Linked DNA regions of Hordeum vulgare: region 2 is linked to region 1. Evidence: chromatin contacts called from public Hi-C data. All regions are on one chromosome and are shown on one strand. Each heading gives the region's core, a stretch centred on a gene start, on an enhancer-like site or on the middle of the called end of the contact. The rest is flanking DNA. Distances are from core to core; before and after follow the strand shown. Region 1 holds the start of LOC123410779 (transmembrane protein 258). Region 2 has its middle 58 kb from the start of LOC123409175.

Region 1 (5,280 bases), core at 1,535-4,034:
CCTTGCCTCTCGATGATGGTGTTATCATCGGCAAACCATATTACTTTCCCTCCAACACAAACTTGTTCATGTTTTGTGTTGTCCCTTGGGTTCCTTGTTATCCAACTTATGTTTGTGGTATAAAGTGGCCTTTGGCTTGGCAAATATGCAAAGTGTGTGTGTAAATATAGCAAACTTTGTAAAAAAATTGGTGGGGGACCACTTATAAAAAGGTTGTTGAAGAAGGTTTTTTGGCCAAGATTTGTAAAATAACAAGTGAGTGCAAATATACAAAGGTTGTTGGAGATGCTCTAAACATGGGATCCGGAACCCAATGATGAAGAACACAATGATATTGTCCATGAGAATACTTCCTGGGCTCATAAGAGAGATGAATTTGCAAATCAGATGTGGGTGAATAGAGGGCTAGCAACCATTTGACGGAATAGGTGGACAATGATATTTTATTTGAAGGGATTAAGTGGGGCACTTTGCCATGATGACAAGAAGATGGTATTGCTAGAAGAAGAACACTATTTGCGCCACAGTCAAGTATGAATGTACATGAAGCAACCATTTTTTGCATGCTCAGATGAGTTATCTTATTGCTAAAATGGAGTTTAAATTAGTTTGTTTTGCTGAAAATGATGATGTTTTATAGTTGAAATGATGTTGTAGTAAATTACATTTGTTGAACTGATGTTGGAATGAGTTACTGCTGGTGATATGATGATGCTTCAAATAGTGTTGCAGGATCCAGTGGATGCTAAATTGCTCAATTCCCCACTTAAGAACTGCAACTATATGGAACATTGCTTTGCTAATAAGAAAGCCACTAGGAATTATGCAATGGCCACCAGTTGCCACTTGGAACGCCTATTGTTGTGGAAGACACAGATAAACCCAATGCCATGGAGGGGCTAGGAACAACCGATGAGGTATTGCAACATCTTCGTGGGTCTAACTTTGTACTTCCTACAACTAGTACCACTTATGACCCTTCACCTACCTAAAATAAAAAGAGAAAAGGGCATCTGGTTTGACTGAGGAGGACTCAATCGAGTGTAGCAACATGATTGATGCTATGCGTGACATTGCAAGTGCTATTAACAACACTTGCCATGCTGAAACACACCCTCACTTGTAGAAGGCTGTCATGGACATTATTGTGTTTGATCAACATGAGCACTTGGTTGTCTTAGATTATCTCACGAAACATAAGGCAAAAGACCTTAACTTTGTGAAGATAGATATTGAAGTCCGTCAAACATCATTCAAACGTATCTTGAAAGCCAATCCTGAATTTTTTATTTGGTGCTTGTTGAGACTATCCCTTTTGTAATGCCTATTATAAAGTGTATTTCGAATGCAACTATGTAATATGAATGTAGTGATGCACTACTACAAATTATGGTTATTATTTCTTATGTAATACGAATCTAGTGATGCACAACCAACTACAAATTATGTTATTATGTGTTATGTTATTTATTTTCTTCACATTATCATTGTTAAAATTATATTGGCATGGTAACATTTTATTGCTTGAATTGTTTAGTGAAGTATCCAAATGTTGTTTCAGTATTCTCTTGGCACCAAATTTTTTGTTCATGCAGCCTACCTCAGATAGAGGCTATCAAACATAGTCTCACGATCGTTCGTAAAAAAAACATACTCACGACAACACGGTCTCCTTTGATGCAGCCTATCAAAAATAGTCTCAACTCAGCATGTATTAGTACATACATTGCTACCAAACAACTACAGTTATATGTATTAAGTATGTTAGTATTTAGTCCCCTAATGAAATATCTAAAAAGATTTATATTTAGGAACAAAAGGAATAAGTTAGAACATCTACCAAACACACCCATTGGCGCTCAATAAGGATTCAGACTAAGCAGTCGCAAGCGGGTTTTCAAATTCGATCCACAAATTCTTCGACTCCGGGCCCAGTGTATCTCATAGGCAAATCCTATTTGGCGCTGCAGGCACCGGTTAAAGTGTATTTTTCTTAAACGGCGCGTGCAACGTTCGGTCATGGGCCGGCCGAGCGAAGGGGGGGTTCCGGTTTTGTGAAGGTTCTAGAAGCTTCCTAGATGATTTTTTTCATTATGGTTTCTTCAAGACAGGTTTTTCTTTGGTTTATCTTATTTTCCTTTTTATTTATTTTCTTTACTATTTTTATCAATTTTTCATTTATATATATATTTTTTATTTTTTCTAAAAAATGCTGCCATTTTTTTATTTTTTTTTCAAATGAACAAATATTTTTCCAAATCAATGAACCCTTTTCAAATTTTTCTAAATTTTTAATTAAAATTCTATGAAGTTTTTTGAATATTTATGAACTTTTTTGAGATTTGATGAACTTTTTTTTAAATGGGTGAACTTTTTTAAAAAATTATAAACTTTTTTGACATTTAATGAACTTTTTTTTGAAATGGATGAACTTTCTTTAATTTTTTATAAAAAAATTTATGAACTTTTTTTCCAGTTCAACAAACTTTTTAAAAACTTTTTTCGAATTCATGAACTTATTTTCAAATTTTGTGAACTTTTAAAAAAATTGTGATATTTTTAGATCATAATGATTTTTCTTCAAATTCGTGAAACTTTTGTTTCAAAATTTGTGAACTTTTTATGTTCAATCTGTTTTTGCTATTTTTTTATAAAAAATTCCGCCTTAAAACTGGGCCGGCCCATTATGAAAGGCGTGTGGGCGCTGGTTCTCCTAGCCGGCGCTTATCTCGTAACCCATTTTCTGCAACCGGAACTGACGGCCCAAGAAAATCCTTGCGCCTCAACAAATCCAGCCTTCTCTTACTCTCTGTCCTCTGCCCACCAGACCACAAGAGTTCGTCGCGGCGGAGAGGAGACGACGACGAGCAGCCTCAGCTCAGATCCGACGAGATGGTAAGCCCATAAACCCTAGCCCCTCTGGTGATCTAGGCTCTCCAGGGTTTCGCGAGGTACCTAAGCGCCGTCGGTGATGTCCTCGCAGGCGGCCAAGGCGATCTCCAGCCCCGTGCCGGTGGAATGGTACCCGACGCTGGCCATCGTCATGGTTTCCGTCGGCCTCATGCTCACCGCATCATTCTTCATGTAAGTCATCCGCCCGATTCCGATCTCCCCAGCTCCTCGCGCGATTCGTGCAGATCGATGGCTTGATCCGATCTGGTGCGCCTGGCGGCTGCGTGTGTTTGGGAGTTGGGACCGAGCGGAATTGGTCCATCCGCGGGTTGGGATAAGGGATCTGATGTTGTACTTTCTTGTGCTGTCAAATAATTAGCTCCTGTAGTAGGTGGTGGCATCCTCTAGGGGAGAAACCCAGCCACGATGAGTCTAGGTTGTTTTGTCTTTGGCATCTTTTCACTGCCCAAATAGCGTTTCGATCCTGCGTGACAGAGATAACAAATGCGCTTGCCTTGGTGGCTTCAGTTTCGATAGGTGAGCTTACTTAGTTAGGTTTGAGGTTTGGTGTGGACTGAGTTCAGTAACTCTTGCACCAATTTTTCTGCTTGTCAGATAAAGGAATTGCTTGCATTGAACACTTGATTTGGATTTCCTGGATCCAGTAGATTATTATTGGGCTGCTAGAACAGAACAGGAGGGCAGACCCATGAGCCACTTTTGGAACCGAAATCACTATGCATACGACATCTTCACGTCCAATTTTCGTGCAAAGCTGTGATAGACGGTTACAATCCATGGATGGCCGTTAACACGTGTCATACAGTAATCGGATAGAAGGTATCATACGTATAGGCATAGCAGTGCTCTTGAATTCTTTTCCTGTGGAATGGAATGATTCTTGTTCTTGTTGCTGCCCATTGATGCATTTTCTTTTATTACTTACCACAAAAAATAAAAGGTAATAATAGTACACTTGTGAATCAAAGCAATTAAATTCAATGAGCTTGTAGTGCATACTCAAACAGGTGAAAAGTAGCAAAGCTTCTGATTGCATTTTCTATTTAATAATATAAATAAAACGCATCGAAGAACACTGTTTACCATTGTGTTTAACTCAGGAACAAAGAGAAACTCAGTTAGACCTGTTATTTACTATGTATAAATTGTGCAGCTTAGACTAATATATCCACGCCGGTTAGTCTTTGTCCCAGCCAAGTTTATGATATGGTTATTTCCATAAACTGTGATCAACATCGTTGTCTTTAAGGCTCTTAACCAATGAGTATGTATTACACATTATTGCTATGCTTACCAAAACATAAGAAACAAGGTCACTTACAGTTTAGGCCTCTTTGGTGGTCCTTTGTTCATGAGATTGTCACAGGATTTTCATAGGATTGTGATCCTATGGCATCTTTCCTGTAGGTGTTGTTTAATTTGTAAGAATGCAATCCTTACGAATCATTCCTATGGAACTTTTCCAAGTTTATTTCATAGGAAATTTGCATAAGTCTTGAGCCCATGGAAAAATTACTATGCTTCCATCAAACACACACTTGTGCCAATTCCTTTGTTTTACAATTCCATAGGATTCAAGTTGGCAGGTCATAACAATCCTCCATTTTTCTATCCTATGTATCGAAGCAGCCCTTGGAATTCGGGAATAAAAATACAGAAATAGGAAAAACATAGAATTGGATGTCATGAGCTGCTAAATCTTACTGGTATTGGAAACAAATGGGAAAAAATCCAACCTCTTATTAGGAATCATATGGACTTTTGATGGCCTCATTCTGTTTATCTAAAGCAACCTCAGAGATAATACCTTATCGGGAAGTATTCCTAGAATTGAAATCCGAAAAATCTGAAAATACACCTAGTCCTGGGTTTTTGAGTTATCACATGATGATACTTCTTAATCAGAACATATCTAAAGTGTAACTGAACCAGTCGTATAGTATTTTGTATCATCTGCAAATTGACCACAAGTTCATAATGGGAACAAGCTTCAGCACTGTGATTCAATATCTATTTTGTCTGTGGTGCTTGTAGGCATAGACATAGCTAATTAGGAAGGATACACATGAAATCTGGAGGCAATGTGAAACTGATTACTGAACAGAGATGTTGGTGCAAGATTCAATTATTGAAGTTGACTAAGTATTCAGCACTTGTAATTTGCATACAAAAATTTAACCAGCAATCTTGTCCATTTCAGTTATGAAGCCACGACTTCCAGGCGGAACCGTAGTTTAGCAAAGGAGATGGTCACAGCGTCCATTGCTTCTGTGTTCCTGGTATGCCCCTGAAAAGACTGTTGGTTTGTTTCACAATTCTGTATAGGGTGATTGATGCACATCTAAGTTGGCTTTTTAATTGTTTCAC
Region 2 (5,039 bases), core at 887-3,386, 180 kb before region 1:
TCCAAGATCGCTAAATAAATTTTATACATTGGCTCAACCAGTTCCTTTTTCATCATTCCGGAGTGTCTTAGTAATTTTGGTGGTGTTCCTTCTCATCATTCTCTGCATTGAGGAACGAAGAAGTGTTTCTCTTAAATCGTGGTCCATTCTTTTGAAGATTGTCATCTCAGCTTTGTTATGTCCTCTCAATTGTTTTCGATCATGAGTAATAAATTCCATATCTATCCGGTGCATTTCGGAGTTGTTTTCATTTCTCAATCCTCCGAAGGCCATCATTTCAGAAGATTACTTTGTTCTCACCTTTCATCTTTCATTCTCAAATTCTTCTCAATTGTGTCTCTTCTTTCGTATCTCAATTATTCCGGTGCCTTGTTCAAGTTTTCTCTCAGGTGAATCAAGGTGTTTTCATTCTCATGTATCTTCTTTCATTTTTTGGTATCCTCATTTATTTGTGAATTCTTACGGGTGGCCTATTAAGTATTTCTCTAATCGAATCATGCTATTTGTATCCTCATGTAGCCCAGTTCATTTGTATTATCATCTTTCATTTCAAATTCTTACCGGTGGTTCTTTTAAGACTTCTTCAAGTTTGTGCTCTTTTGATTCAATCATCAGAGTTTTCCAAGGTCATGTTCTTTCCTTGCTTATCATTTTATTTGTTTCGTTGTGAATCCTTTAAAGATCTTTCCATCTTATCAAAAATTGTCCTCCTTTCCTACCGAAGTGTTGCCGAAATTTTGTTTGAATTCTTGCTTGTTCCTCATATCGTTCTTCAACCCCTTCGCAACCTTCAAGGATCGTTGGTTTCACTCGTTTGCGAAGAAGCAACTAAGTTTTACTTCTTGCTCTTTCTCATCCTCTTCCCTCTTTCATTCTGAGATCTCGGGGCGAGATCTCTTGTTAGTGTAGGAGAGTTGTAACAACCCGAGACCGACGCTCCACAAGATTCCCCTTTTGTTCACTTGCCACCCTGGGATTATTTTGCTTGCCGCATTCATCATCGCACCATTCGCACCATCTGCATTGCATCGGCACTCTCTTGCCGCCACTTTTCAGAACTTGTATCCCTAATTAGTTGTCCGTTCTCTCCTTTTCGTCATTGACCGTTTCGAGACCAACCACACACGCACGCACCCGCGATATCATTAAAATATTGATATTAAAGTGTGTATAAAACATTCTCGGATTGGGTTGAAACTTGGCATGCGGTCTTATTTTAATGTAGGTAGGCCGCCTGCCAAATTTAGTCGCAATCGGAGTCCGTTTGATATCCGAACGGTTGACCGTAGCGGCACCGTCTTCCGTTTATCGTCGGACATTTTTTCGGTGTTAAAAATATTGTGTCGGGCCGCAAACTTTTCTCTCTTATTATCCCACCACCACTCTACACAACCCAATAATCTATCTTAGCCCCTAGCCATCGCCGGAGCCGTCCGATCGCGATCCCGCGGTCCCAATTCGGACGAAATCTGAAAACCATAGACCTTTTTCTATAAGTAGACACCCAACATCCTCACCTCGGGATCCGTGCCCGAATCGCTAGCTGCCACTCTCCATAGCCCCAGGTAAACCTCTCACTCCTTCCCCGCTGCCAGGCCCATCCGATCCCAGATCCGGCCCTCCCCGGGCCCGGGTCGCGCCGCCGCTCCTCCTGTGCCCGAGCACCCGCCGGCTACGTCTCCTCCCGAGCCGCCCTTGCCTCGCTCCCGCATGCATGTGCCGCCCCTCCGCGTCGCCATGGTCGGCGCCTCACCGGAGCCCGCCTGCCGACCACCACCCTGTCGCGCGGCTCCCCTCCAGCAGTCCCGCCGCCAACCAGCCTCGCCGCCGCGCCCCGTCCACATCGGTGGCCGCCTTCATGGTTGCCCGAGCTCGGAGCTCGACACAGCCGCCCCAAGCTCCGCCGCATCTCCGCTGTCGGGCCGGTCCCGTGCCTCCGCCGCCTCCCCGTGGCTGGATTAGGTCGCGCCTCGCTCTAGCCGCCGGCGTGGTGGCCGTTGCGCTCACCCTGCCTCGCTGATCGCGACCGCCTCGCCCGATCCGATCGAGATCGGACGGCTGAGCCCCGTTGACTCGCACCAAGTGGGCCGGCTTCGCCCTTGGCCCACCAGTGCCCACCCGCGTTGGCCCATTGTGCCTCTGCCCGAGGCCCAGCAGCTCCAGCCGGCCCGAGCCTCCACAAGGCCCAGCCGAGCGTGAGCGCCCTATTGCCCACTGATCTGTTGGGCCAGAGCCAGATTTGGCCCACTAGTATTTTTCTGTGTCATGCGATTTGTCTATTATTCCAGGTTTTAATAATTTCAGAAAAACATGCATTTTTTTATAACACCCGTAACTTTTAATCCGTGCGTCGGATCGCAGCAAGTTGTATATGTAGAATGTGCAGAATTTTACGTAGATTAATTGTTTCCAACTCTCATTCATATTTAAATATATTTAAAGTGCTGTTTGCACTGGTTTCTGTGACAACGTGTTAAAAGCGGTTTAATTCGTACCTAGTGATCCATAACTCCATGGGAGGTGAGTTATATATGTAAACCGACTAGAATGACGCGCAGTTTCACGCGAACCACTTTGTTTTGCTGTTTAACAAGCATAAAATATGTTTAGGATAAATCTGGACATATTTTAAAGTTAGCATGTGGGTCGTTTTGGAGATGTTATATGTCATTTCCGGCCAAATTTAAAATCTCTAGATAGGTAGCTTATTTGCGCTTCACCTCTTGCAATGTTTAACAACATTTAATATTGTCGTGTTAAAAAAAGAGAGTGAACTAAATAATTAAATGTGGAGTTCCGTCAATATGCAACTCGTTGCATATTGAGCTTCACTTAACGTGTAGCGGTTGATTGTTGTGGATTGCCATGCCATGCCTTGTATAATTGAAATGAACGTGCATCATATTAGGTTGTGCATCATATCATGCATGTGTCGTGGTGAATATTGTGTGTTTATTCTGTTTCCGGTTTGCTTATTCTTGATAGTGTTCCAAACCGTTTCAGAGTGTGAGGATCCGCTCGACTCTGCTTCATGGATTCGTTCTTCTTCCAAGCAGGATCTTAGGCAAGATGATCATTTCCCTAGGTACCATTACTATCAATGGCATGCTAGTTGTATCGTTTCTTTCGTTATGTCTCGCTGCCTACCACGTGTTAAATAAGCCTCCCAACATTGCCATGACAACCTGTAACCTTTCTACAATCTAGCAAACCACTGTTTGGCTATTGGCGTGGTTGTCATGGCATATGTCCTCGTGAGAGAACTTAGGTGTGAGGCCATCGCAACCATGTGGCGTCTTGAGAGGGGTTGGTTGGAATCGAGAGACGCAAGTTTACCCAGGTTCGGCCCCTCCGATGGAGGTAAAAGCCTATGTCCTGCTTGTGTTTCATTGATGAAGATGATGATCTCGATTACAAGGGTGCGGAATCGGTACCTCTAATCTCGAGGGTGTCTAATATGTCTATCTCTAATGACTTGAACTTGTCATGGCTCAGTCTAACTTAACTTAACTTGTCCCTCTTGGGGCGCCTTACTCCTCCTTATATAAGTGGAAGGAGTAGGTTTACATGTAGAGTCTTACTAGGAGTAGGAATAGGACTAGTCTCTCTTGAATCCTAATCCGGGTCTTGTTTCCTCCTCGGGGGAGTCTTTCCTCTTCTTGGGCCTTTTGTGTGACCCGATCCTCCTGGACTCTCTATGAGTCGCCTTATTCCAAGGTGTACGCCGGGCCTTGGGCCTTCTCCGTTTGTCTGAGTCGCCTACGGGGTCAAATATGAGTCGCCCATCGGGTCACTGTTGAGTCTTCGATGAGTCACAAAGTCCCAGCCGGGTCATACTTTCAGCCAGATTACACCGCGGGGTCTATCCCCGACATTAGCCCCCAGGTTAGCTTGAATTTATTCAAGATAAGCTCCTAAAATCAGAATAATAGATATGTTCAGGGACCAGCCTGTTCCACTGGCTGGCTTAATTCAATGAAGTGGCCCCTTTGAAAATCCGGGTTTCTTCTTTATATGAACCGTCTTTACAATCATCTTGCAGGTACACATCCTTTGTAATACATATGCCATTGAATTGGCCTACAATGCTTTGGCTTGATGTAAATTAGGGGCATAAGAAATCCACACAATGTTTGAACCGGCTTCTCTTGCTTCGGCGGGTCATAATTGATAATGGCGGGTCATGATTGTTGGTAATGCTCCGTCAAACAACTGAACTCCAATTGACTTGATCAAATTAAAAGAAATCCATGTGACGTTGAGTCGTTCTTTCAATGCTTCAACTAGATAAAAAATATGTTAAGTCAGTCTCTCAATGCTTCAGCTTCATGATGAAATGAAATGTGCTCTTCAATTTTTTGATGTATCCATATTACCTGTAGCCCCCAAGCTCCAAGTTTATCAGTTCGTGATGACTTGGAGATTTTCAATAATATCTTTGACCATGTAGCTCCCAAGGGCCGGCTCATCGGTGTGTGAAGGGCCGGGTCTTCAGTTTGTACCTTATGATATGTAAAACAACTGAGTGTTGTAGCCCCCAAGTGCCGGGTTGTCTTGCGGCGACTCGGGACTTCCACGTTCCTCTCCTTTGAAAATAAAACATCATATGATGTAGCCCCCAAGGGACGGATCATTATGTAATAATGAGCAGGGACTTTGTAGATCTGACTATGTAAACTTGAGTGGCAATGTGTAGCCCCCATGGTTCGGGTCATTATAAGAATGATGATCCGGTTTTTCCTTGAATCCATACTTGAATAAAGAGCGACCCGTAGCCCGCCAGGGCCAGCTTATCTCCTTGAAATAGTCGGGTCTATTAATGATGTGATGATTTGAAAGAGCAGTTTGCATTAGCCCCAAGTGTCATGGTGCATGCTTGCAGCGACATGGGACTTTCATACTTTGATGTAATCTTGATTTGAATAATGTAGCCCCCAAGTGCCGGGTCGTGTGCCTCCAGCGACTCGGGACTATTCCTTCCATTGTAAAATTAAATCATATCCACTCTGATGATGCCTTTGTGATGAAATTAATCCTTG

The links. Hi-C and Micro-C count contacts between places; a contact is called where the count stands out from the background.
Region 2: a contact with region 1 is called in a Hi-C map of seedling, with 3 times the contacts expected there. The contact joins the enhancer-like site here to the promoter of LOC123410779 in region 1. A contact is called at or near these places in 1 of 6 Hi-C or Micro-C datasets (seedling) and 1 of 1 datasets of contacts at active chromatin or transcription factors (embryo).

The regions. Positions count from the first base shown.
Region 1 is chr7H:506,043,938-506,049,217 of MorexV3_pseudomolecules_assembly, reverse strand. LOC123410779 (transmembrane protein 258) reads left to right here and starts at 2,784. Exons shown (of 4, transcript XM_045103717.1): 1 at 2,784-2,895; 2 at 2,984-3,084; 3 at 5,114-5,192. The coding sequence starts at 2,893.
Region 2 is chr7H:506,226,813-506,231,851 of MorexV3_pseudomolecules_assembly, reverse strand. No RefSeq gene overlaps it. Among protein-coding and RNA genes, the nearest start is that of LOC123409175, 58 kb to the left of the region's middle. Within about 2 kb of position 2,136, at least 3 of the 3 cell types and tissues checked have open chromatin away from gene starts, as enhancers often do. A contact at or near this core is called in seedling, where this site is marked.